Regions from separate parts of the Rattus norvegicus genome. Here region 1 is linked to region 2. Evidence: chromatin contacts called from public Hi-C data. All regions are on one chromosome and are shown on one strand. Each heading gives the region's core, a stretch centred on a gene start, on an enhancer-like site or on the middle of the called end of the contact. The rest is flanking DNA. Distances are from core to core; before and after follow the strand shown.

Evidence for each region. A called contact is a pair of places that touch in the nucleus more often than the background predicts.
Region 1: a Hi-C map of the A7r5 cell line shows a contact between it and region 2, with 6 times the contacts expected there. The contact joins two enhancer-like sites. A contact is called at or near these places in 9 of 12 Hi-C or Micro-C datasets (the A7r5 cell line, Schwann cells, frontal cortex and 5 more) and 1 of 1 datasets of contacts at active chromatin or transcription factors (oligodendrocytes).

The regions. Positions count from the first base shown.
Region 1 is chr10:89,309,120-89,313,901 of GRCr8, reverse strand. The region is part of intron 8 of Nsf (N-ethylmaleimide sensitive factor, vesicle fusing ATPase); the gene reads left to right. Among named protein-coding and RNA genes, the nearest start is that of Nsf, 46 kb to the left of the region's middle. Within about 2 kb of position 2,566, at least 4 of the 93 cell types and tissues checked have an H3K27ac peak or open chromatin away from gene starts, as enhancers often do. A contact at or near this core is called in the A7r5 cell line, where this site is marked.
Region 2 is chr10:88,908,880-88,913,420 of GRCr8, reverse strand. It overlaps Lrrc37a (leucine rich repeat containing 37A), which reads left to right. Exons shown (of 14, transcript XM_039087776.2): 6 at 2,284-2,355; 7 at 4,222-4,296. Among named protein-coding and RNA genes, the nearest start is that of Lrrc37a, 22 kb to the left of the region's middle. Within about 2 kb of position 1,465, at least 6 of the 93 cell types and tissues checked have an H3K27ac peak or open chromatin away from gene starts, as enhancers often do. A contact at or near this core is called in the A7r5 cell line, where this site is marked.

The DNA of each region.
Region 1 (4,782 bases), core at 1,317-3,816, 400 kb before region 2:
GCCGCCATGCGGCCACCAAGCCACCTCCCAGCCGCAACTAAATCAGGCAGGTTTGATGTTTGCCCCGATTTGATCTGTCTTCGTCTTAGAAGAAATGAACTGTCGTAGACGAAGTGTGAGTGTTGCTGTCCAAAGCCTTTTTTATGGCTTTGTTGTTCGTTAGTTTTTTACTACACTTACACTATTTTAAGACCAAAAAGATAAAAGTTTTATCCTTTTAAAAGTTCCCCGAGTGATTGTGTCCCACCAAGGAGCGCGTGCTGTACGTTTAGTAGCAGCCTGCTGTAAAGGTACCTGAACTTCCAGCTGAACTAACAGCAAAACAACAAACAACAAAAACAGCGAAACTCTGCTGCTTTCCTTGTTTTAAAGGAGGTGCCCGAGTATCCCTTTCTAAAAAAAGGGTTTGCTGTCTGGGAAAGAACTATCTTTCTGTAGATATCATTTCTTAAGGTTCTCTTTTTTCTTTAAATTTTGGGGGGATTAATAGAGCATTGCATTGCCCTCCAGGAGGAATTTGGTCACACACTTATCATTTGGCTTGGTATAGGCGACAAGCTCTACATGAGAATCCAATATACACTTGGGCTTGGACGAAAGGCTGAGAAACAACCAGGCCAAATATGAACGAAATCACGCGTGTTCACTTAAATCAACGTGTTACTTAGCCATGCTTTATGACCCTTCCCATGCTGGGCGGGAATGAGATTGACTGGTTGTTTTTCACTCTTTGTTCACTAAGTAGAGTTAATGATGTATGTTGTGGGTCTAATAACTAGACAGTGTACGCTGAGGTAAGTCAATCGAGTGAGAAAATATTTAGAAAATAATTTCTGTAGATTATTGTAGCTGGAAACTTTATTTTAGGCTCAACAGATGGTCTCTCCTGTGACGTCTGGAATTATACTTACATTAAAATAAGAATGTTAATTGGATTTGCATGTATATTTCTAATTTAGAAAGTGAGATAACCCCCCCCCCTTAATTGTGTCTATGAGACTGGTCACATCTTTGGGTAACTTATATCTTTCACTTGGTTGTAAAATTTCATATTTTCTTCTAAAAACTGCAAATAGAGATTAGAATATTGTGACAAGAGTGACAAAAGGGTTTAAGCAGAGACACAGTTATGGGTAGACCTAGAGAACAGATGAGGTCGTATTCCTGCAGACAACTCTCCCTGATCCCATGCTAGCGTCTTTGTCTTCAGGTATTTTCAAATGCATGGTATATACCTTCCTGCTTTTAAATATACTTTTTTAGAGAACTAAAACTAAGGAAATTCTAGCTGGGCTTGGTGGCACTTGCCTTTAATCCCAGCACTCTGGAGGCAGAGGCAAGCAGATGGCTCTCTGAGTTTGAGGCTAGTCTGGTCTATAAAATGAGTTCCAGAACAGCCAGGGCTCTGATACATAGAGAAAGCCTGTTTCAACAATAACAACAACAACAACAACAATACACACACACACACACACACACACACACACACACACAGAGAGAGAGAGACACACACACACACACACACACACACACACACACACACACACGAAATCCTTAAGTTCTTTCTACCCTGGATAACAGCGCCACCATTTGTACCAACACAGCAGTGTGTAGCTTAGAAGGTCGTGTTGGAAGGTGACTTGAGTGAGCTTGGTAGCTAATGGCTGCTGCCCTTGAGCATTCTCAGATGTCCTGTTCAGACATTTACTGTGCTTACCCCTTATGCGCAGTTTTGTGAGGAATAGTCGGGATGGATAAATGAGTGATGAATCACCTCACTTCTCATTGTAGCTCTTATGTTGGCAACGGGTGTTTCTACAAAGAAACTTCATTTTCAGCACCCCTGGCAATAACCTCATAAATGTTAGAGCCAAAGAACAAATTTTTAAGAGCACTGGAATATCAGCTAGCAAGTCACTCAGCGGCTTTGAACAGCATCCCGGGAGTAGGTTTACAGCTCCCCGTGGAGAGGGGCTGTGTCTTGAGAGCCAGGGAAAAGGCGAAGGGACACAGAGTCACTTCTGACCCACTCTTTGAATCTGTTGTTTTTGTCTCCCTTTCCCTGTCCCTCCCTGACTAAGTCCATTTCCAACCTTCGTGCCTAAGAATTCTTTTGAAATTCAGGAGGAAAGCAGCTCTCTCCTCTGGAGGCTATAAGGGGCCTTTCAGTCACACCCAGAGTCTCTCGAATGCTAAGAACACCCTGAGTAAGCCATAGGGGAAGAAAGGGCTCTGAGCTCTGTGAGCGCCATGTTGTGGAGAAGGGAGTTCTCTCTAAGATTAACATAAACACTGACAGTCTGGGAATGCATTTCACACCCCCACTCAGGAGGAGAGGTTGCAATTTAAATGGGGGTTAAGACATCTCTGCGAACTCCCGGGCTCTGTAAACGGAGCCCTGAGGCTAAAGAGCTTATCTGAAATTTGAAAAAAGGGGAGGGAAAAAAAATGAAGGTTTCTGACATTCATCTTTTTTTCCTTGTATTAGTCATAACTTGCTTTTCAGCTATATTTTAGGTTTTGGATGCCAACCTGACATCTGTTCAAGTCTGCCTGTAATTTATTAGCAGAGGAAGAGAAAGCAGTTGCTCACCATGGGGAGACGCAGGCCTCTCTCCCAGCCTTTGGGCTGGATTTAAGGAATGCAAGACTTACTAATTCTCACTTCAGGTCAGGATCAGTAGAAAGGTTTTCATTCGTTCTTTTTCTAACTCAAAGAAAATAGTTTATGATCCTGCAACTCCACCGTCTCTTCTGCAGGATAGAGGCAAGGGGTATGTGCTTGACACAGGACACCTAGAGGTAAGGCAGCCTTGTGCAGGTAGAAATGTGTTTTACCCTGGATTTCTTTCTCATTGTTTGCCTCCCCTGCCCACTCCTTTCTGATCTCCCTTCTTCCTTTCCTTTTCTAGCCCAGGCTGGCCTGGAAATCACTGTGCAGCACCGACTGGCCTCACATGTGAGCCACCTGCCTCAGTCTGCCGAGTGCCAGAATTAGAGACACGGAACACAACACCTAGTCCCACTGCTTTTTAACGTTTATATCACATTTACCCTTGAATAGGAATAATGTAGCTGCGTCTGTATCTCGAGACCGCATGCCGAGTCAGGCAGTGTTTTAAAGTTTATAAGCAGACTTTTGAAAAGTCCGTCTTTGGGCGGTGCAGTCAGCTGGTAGAGTACATAGTGGATCAGATTTCCTGGGAACATTGGCGTTGCCAATAACTGGGTCATTAGAGCTAAAGTGTAATCTCTGGAGTATGCAGCTCTGCGAGAGAAGGCTAGACCGGCGTGCCATCAAGTCCCAGGTTCAATCCCCAATAGTAACAAGCAACCAGACAAGCTAGCAAACAAACCTCCAAAAACGTTTAAAAGATGACCCGACTGTGCCCCAGGAAAGAAATGACAAGGGGAGCTGTGGGGCACAGCACCGTAAAATACAGACATGAATAACAAAACATGCCAGCCGGGCATGGTGGCACACGCCTTTGGGAGGCAGAGGCAGGTGGATCTCTGAATTCAAGGCCAGCCTGATTTACAGAACAAGTTCTAGGACAGCCAGGGCTACACAGAGAAAACCCTGTCTCAAAACAAAACAAAGTAAAACAAATAAATGTAATATAAAAGACCCACTGAATAGGAAGAAAATGTTTGCTTCTGTAAGGGGTGAAGACCAAACAGAAACCTTGTTTCTTTTCTGTTTCTCTGTGTATTTTGAGCACGTACTTTTTTTTTTTTTTTTTTTTTTTTTTTTTAATACAAGGTGTCTCTTTATAGTCCTGGCTGTCTAAGAACTCACTCTGTAAACCAGGCTGGCCTTGAACTCTCAGAGATCTGTCTGTTTCATCTCTCCTGAGAGCGGGAATTAAAAGATGTACCGCCATACCCAGCCCTGGTCTGTGTTTTTTATTAGTTTGTTTAAGATTGTACAGTTTTAAAACAAGCAAATAGATACCAGCACAGGCTGTCTTCAGGTGAGATATTAGCTCAGGCTATCTCTTAGGATGACCCTTAGAACAGAAAGACATCTGGCATAGGTCTGTCCCTTGGCCTTCACAAAGCTCAAAGGGTTCCAGGCCCAGATTCCCTGATGGCTGAGTGGCAGGGGGCAGGCAAGACACCTGTCCTACTCCACTGACGGGAGAAAGGGTTTCTTGATAGGTAATAATGTCCTGTCAACTCTGTTCTCAGTAGTTCCCACATAGTGATGGGTGTACTCCTGTGTCTTCTCTCCAAATGGGCAAACAAATATTTTTGTGGAGGCCTTTAGGTGTCTGGCTAAGAAACACGAGAGAGGAAAGAGTAGAAGAAGGATGACTTGGGAGAGCAGAATTTCTGACAACTGCAAAACCACATCCAAATTTATCTTCAGGAATCAGAAGCCTCTTGAGGAATCAGCGCCCCCTGACCCTGCAGTGAAACAGTGCCTCTTCTGTCTTATGGCTGCCGCCACTGAGTGCTAGCACTTGTGAATCAGGAGACCCTGTTCTAAATGCTTGGCTTGTGTTTTATACATTAACGTGTTTAATTCTCACAACAACCTTGTGAGGTGTCTCCTGTATTGTTCCCATTTTATGGAGCAAGAAACCAAGGCTCAGGGAGAGAAGTAAAGGAGTTAATCCAAGACACCCAGTAAACAGTAGGAGCAGCTTTGAGCCCAGCATGGCCTCAGTTCATGCCCTTGACCTCTTTATTGTTCTTCTTTAATGAAAGCCCACTATCAGAAACCACTGGAGTGGGTCTTCTTGAACCCAGTGTGGAGGCGTCCGCCTTTGAATTAGC
Region 2 (4,541 bases), core at 216-2,715:
TAAATGATTCCGGAGTGTGGCAAGCCTTTGGCTAACTTTCCACAGTTCAGTAATTCATTGCTTTATGCCGGATGAACTCTGATGTCCTCACTCAACTGTTCTCATTGCTATCAGCGTGTTGTCATAGTTTTAACTCTCTAAAGTCTCAATGACAATGGGCTAATTAAATGTTAATCACGGGAAATTAAGGAAAGGGAATGAAAGGATACCAAAATTCTTACAGCGGCATTCTCCAATGAGCACACGAGGTTCAAACGGTTAACTTCTAAGCCACTCGTGACAGTGTATAACCCCAGCACAGGGAGGTAAAGTCCGGAAGATCAGAGTAACACGGTCAATCCTGAGCTGTATAGTGAGTTCAAGGTTGAGGCTAGCCTGGACTAATGAAACTTCTTTCCTTTTTTTTTTTTTAAAGAAGTTATTTCAAACCCATTATTGTTTACAATTAATATACTCTTAAAATGTATATTTCAACCTTTACTTATTACTTTGCATGTACCTTGTATAACTGTGGAAGACAACTGGGCTCAGGGACTGAAATATAGTTGTCAAGTTAACAGGAGGTCCCCTACCTGCTAGCTGCCATTTCTGCCAACTGGGCAGCCCAGGAAATTGTGTTTGTAGACGTTTTCTAGAAAGAATGTGACCACAATACATTGCGTGAGCTGTAGCTTACTGAGAACATGCACCAACTGTACACAAAGTCCTAGGTTCAATCCCCATCACTGCCAAATATAAGGAAAAGGAAAAGGCTGTGTGTTAAATCCCCTTTCCCCATGGGTTAAACATAAGCTTTGTAATCAGAACTAGCCTCAAATCCCAATTTTGCTTTTCTTGTGTGCCCTTAGCAAACGGGGACAAGTTATACAAACCTTGTGTGCCTTGGCTTCCTCATCTGGAAAGTGGGGTGGAGGAGGGGGTGGGAGTGGTTGGAGAGATGGCTCAGTGCTAAAGAGTACATCTTGGGCCTGCTGAGGGCAGGAAAGTTCCACAGGCTCTGGCTCCCTCTTGTGGACTCCTCAGACACTGGCCTCACAAGTACGCCTGCCCCTGCTCCATACACACATATACACTTAATTTAAAATAAATGCTTTTAAAGAAAACGGAGTAAGGATTACCCTAGCACTAACAGTCAGGTTAAACATAGAAAAATCACAGTGCTTGGGTGCTGAGGTAATTATTAATGTGACCTATACTGACGTGGGAACAGACTAAACCTAAAATGTTTTTTTTTTCCTGTTTCACTTCAATTCTCCTATTTTATTTTGTTTTTGTTTGTCAGCCTGGGCAACTAAACAAGGCCCTCTGTCAAGAGAGGGGGGATAGAGAATTTATTAATTTTATTGGCGTATAAACAATGTTGCCGACTTATCCCATAGCCCTTGTTAAACACCACGCTCGATTCAGGCGCCCTTCCAGACACAGGAGTGATGGTGGATATAAGGCACAGTCTTTGTCCTCCTGAGCTCATGGCCGGAAGCCCGGCACATGCACAGGCTTGCTCAGGCTGTGATGACGATCAAGACCACAAGTGAGACTGTGTGGTAGAGCCCAGCTGTGGCTGGCGTCCCGCTGAGACCAGAGCCTGGCTGTGACAGGAGCTGGACTGTGGCTACTCTTAACAGTCTTACTTTTCCTCCAAAGCCAGAGAAACTGTCCTATTATTTTTCCTGGTTTAGTGAACTAACTACAAAGTGTTTTAGATTTCTAAGAAAGGACAAGCATCTTGAATTATGGGAGACATTGAAAATAGCCTTTCCTGGCCAGGTATGGTGGAGCACCCCCTCTTATCCCAGCACTCAGGCAGAGACAGGAGGATCTCTGTGTTCCAGGACATCTCGATCCACAGAACAAGTTCCAGGACAGCTAGAGATATACAGAGAGGACGGGGACACACACGCACGCACGCACACTTAATTAATTAATCCCCAAACAAACCAAAATAAAGCCTTTCCTACACAGTAAGAGCTTTACCACCAGTGTGTTTGCTAGATTTTTGACCTAGAAGCTCTTAGCATTTCCTTCCTTTGTATTCTGCCTTTTGTTCTTTTTCTCTATTTCTTTCTCTTTTATTTTCCGTAGACGTGGACAGTCTTCAAAGGAAGAATGTTCATGGATTCTGAGGGTGGTTTATAGGTGGTCATAGGTAAAAAGAAAAAAATTACATATATATGATTGTGTATGCACATGTATGTATATTTCATGCCAATGGAATGAATGTAGACTTTGGAGTGCTATGAAGCAGATTGAATTTGTGTAATGTGACTCTCATTGCTTTTCCAGGATCCTCAACCGTAACCCTCTGACAGTTGTCGAAGATCCTTTCCTTTTTAAGTTGCCAACGTTAAAATATCTGTAAGTATTTGGGTTCCTAGGACGGTCTCTGTTCTTTTTTTTTAAATTTTCATCAAGATAGTATTTTGTCTTAATTTTAAAAAATTATTTTAGTTTCAACTCTATTGTTAAAAAAAAAAAAAAAAAAACCTCACCGAGAACAGGGCGGTGAGCCTGAAGAGGAGGTGTGTGCTCTTAATCCCAGCAGTTGGAGGGCAGACGTGGGGCCTCTCTGTGAGTTACAGACCAGCCAGCGCTGCACCGAGACAATGTTTTAAAAATTAAAATTAAAATTAAAGAAATAAAAGTAGGAGCCTGGGGCTGGGGATTTAGCTCAGTGGTAGAGAGCTTACCTAGGAAGCGCAAGGCCCTGGGTTCGGTCCCCAGCTCCAAAAAAAAAAAAAAAAAAAAAAAAAAAAGTAGGAGCCTGACAAGATAGCTCAGCAAATAAAGGGGCTTGCCACCAAGCCTGAGGACCCAAGTTCAAGAACGAGCTCTCACTATTTGTCCTCTGACCTCCACATAGCCACTGTGGCACATGTACACACACACACACACACACACACACACACACACACCGAGTCTTTTTTTTAAAAGGAAGGAAAGGAAGTTGGACAGATGGCTCAGTGGCTCTGGTAGAGGACCTAGGTTCAGTTCTTGGCACACACATCAGGTGACTCATACCATCTGGAACTCCAGATCGACCTCAACAGGCACCTGAACGCACACTCAGATAATAAATAATAATAATAAATAAGTATTTTTAAAATAAACAAAAGAGGGTTGGGGATTTGGCTCAGTGGTAGAGCGCTTGCTTAGCAACCGCAAGGCCCTGGGTTCAGTCCCCAGCTCCGGAAAAAAAAAAAGGAAAAAAAAACCAATAAAATAAACAAAAGACTCTATGTTGTAGTGCCTACCATTAGTCCCAACAGGAAGCAGAAGCAGACGGGTCACTGTAAATTTAAGGCCATCCTGGGTTTTTTTTTTTAAGATTTATTTATTTATTATATATAAATACACTGTAGCTGTCTTCAGATACACCAGAAGAGGGCATCAGATCTCATTACAGATGGTTGTGAGCCACCATGTGGTTGCTGGGATTTGAACTCAGGACCTCTGGAAGAGCAGTCAGTGCTCTTAACCGCTGAGCCATCTCTCCAGCCCCATCCTGGGTTTACATAGGGAGTATCAGGCCAGCCAGGGCTACACAGAAAAACCCTGTCTCAGAAATTAAAATACTCCAGCTTCCCGTGTCTTTAATATAGTGTATACAGAAAGACAATTTTAAATAAAGGGGCATTAAAGATTTGAAATTTAAGTGAAAAATAAGAACATGGAGTGGTAGCTATAGTAGGGAGAATCCAATATATGAGAGGCGAGAGACAATAAAGACAGGTTCAACAAGAACACAGACATGGGCTGGAGAGATGGCTCAGCGGTTAAGAGCACCCGACTGCTCTTCCAGATGCCCTGAGTTCAATTCCCAGCAACTACATGGTGGCTCACAGCCATCTGTAATGAGATCTGATACTCTCTTCTGGTGTATCTGAAGACAGCTACAGTGTACTCATATATAATAAATAAATCTTTAAAAAAAAAAAAAAGAACACAGACATATTCAACGCGGGCCCTGCCTTAAAGGAAGCACACAGTAAGAGTTTTGGTTTTGTTTTCTGTCATGACTAGACAGTCCAGAACAGACCACCAGCTACTAAAGAGTTACAAAAGTTACAAGAAAAGGCAAACTTCTCTTTTCCAAAGGAGCTCCGTGAAATAATCTTTTGTGGCAAAGAGATTTTATTTTTATTGTTTACCTCTGTTATGTGTCTGAATGCTAATACACGTGTGGTGAGACGGTTCCTCATGTAGTCCGGCTTTCTCCTTCAGGGACCTGGGGGCCACACAGGTGCAACTGACAACAGTTGAGAACATCCTCATGATGACTCTGGAGCTGGAACATCTGTAAGGTTTATCTTCTTAGAATAATTTCACTTTGGTTTAAAAACTGTGTGTGTGTGTGTGTGTGTGTGTGTGTGTGTGTGTGTGTGTGTATAGGCATGAATCCCACCGTGTAAGTATGGAGGTCAACGGACAGCTTTAGGGATTGGCGCTCTCCTTGTACTCTGGGTTCCAGGGATCAAACCTGTTTGTGTGGCAGGGGACTTTATATCTGCTGAGCCATCCTGCCAGCCCTAGATTTCTTTACA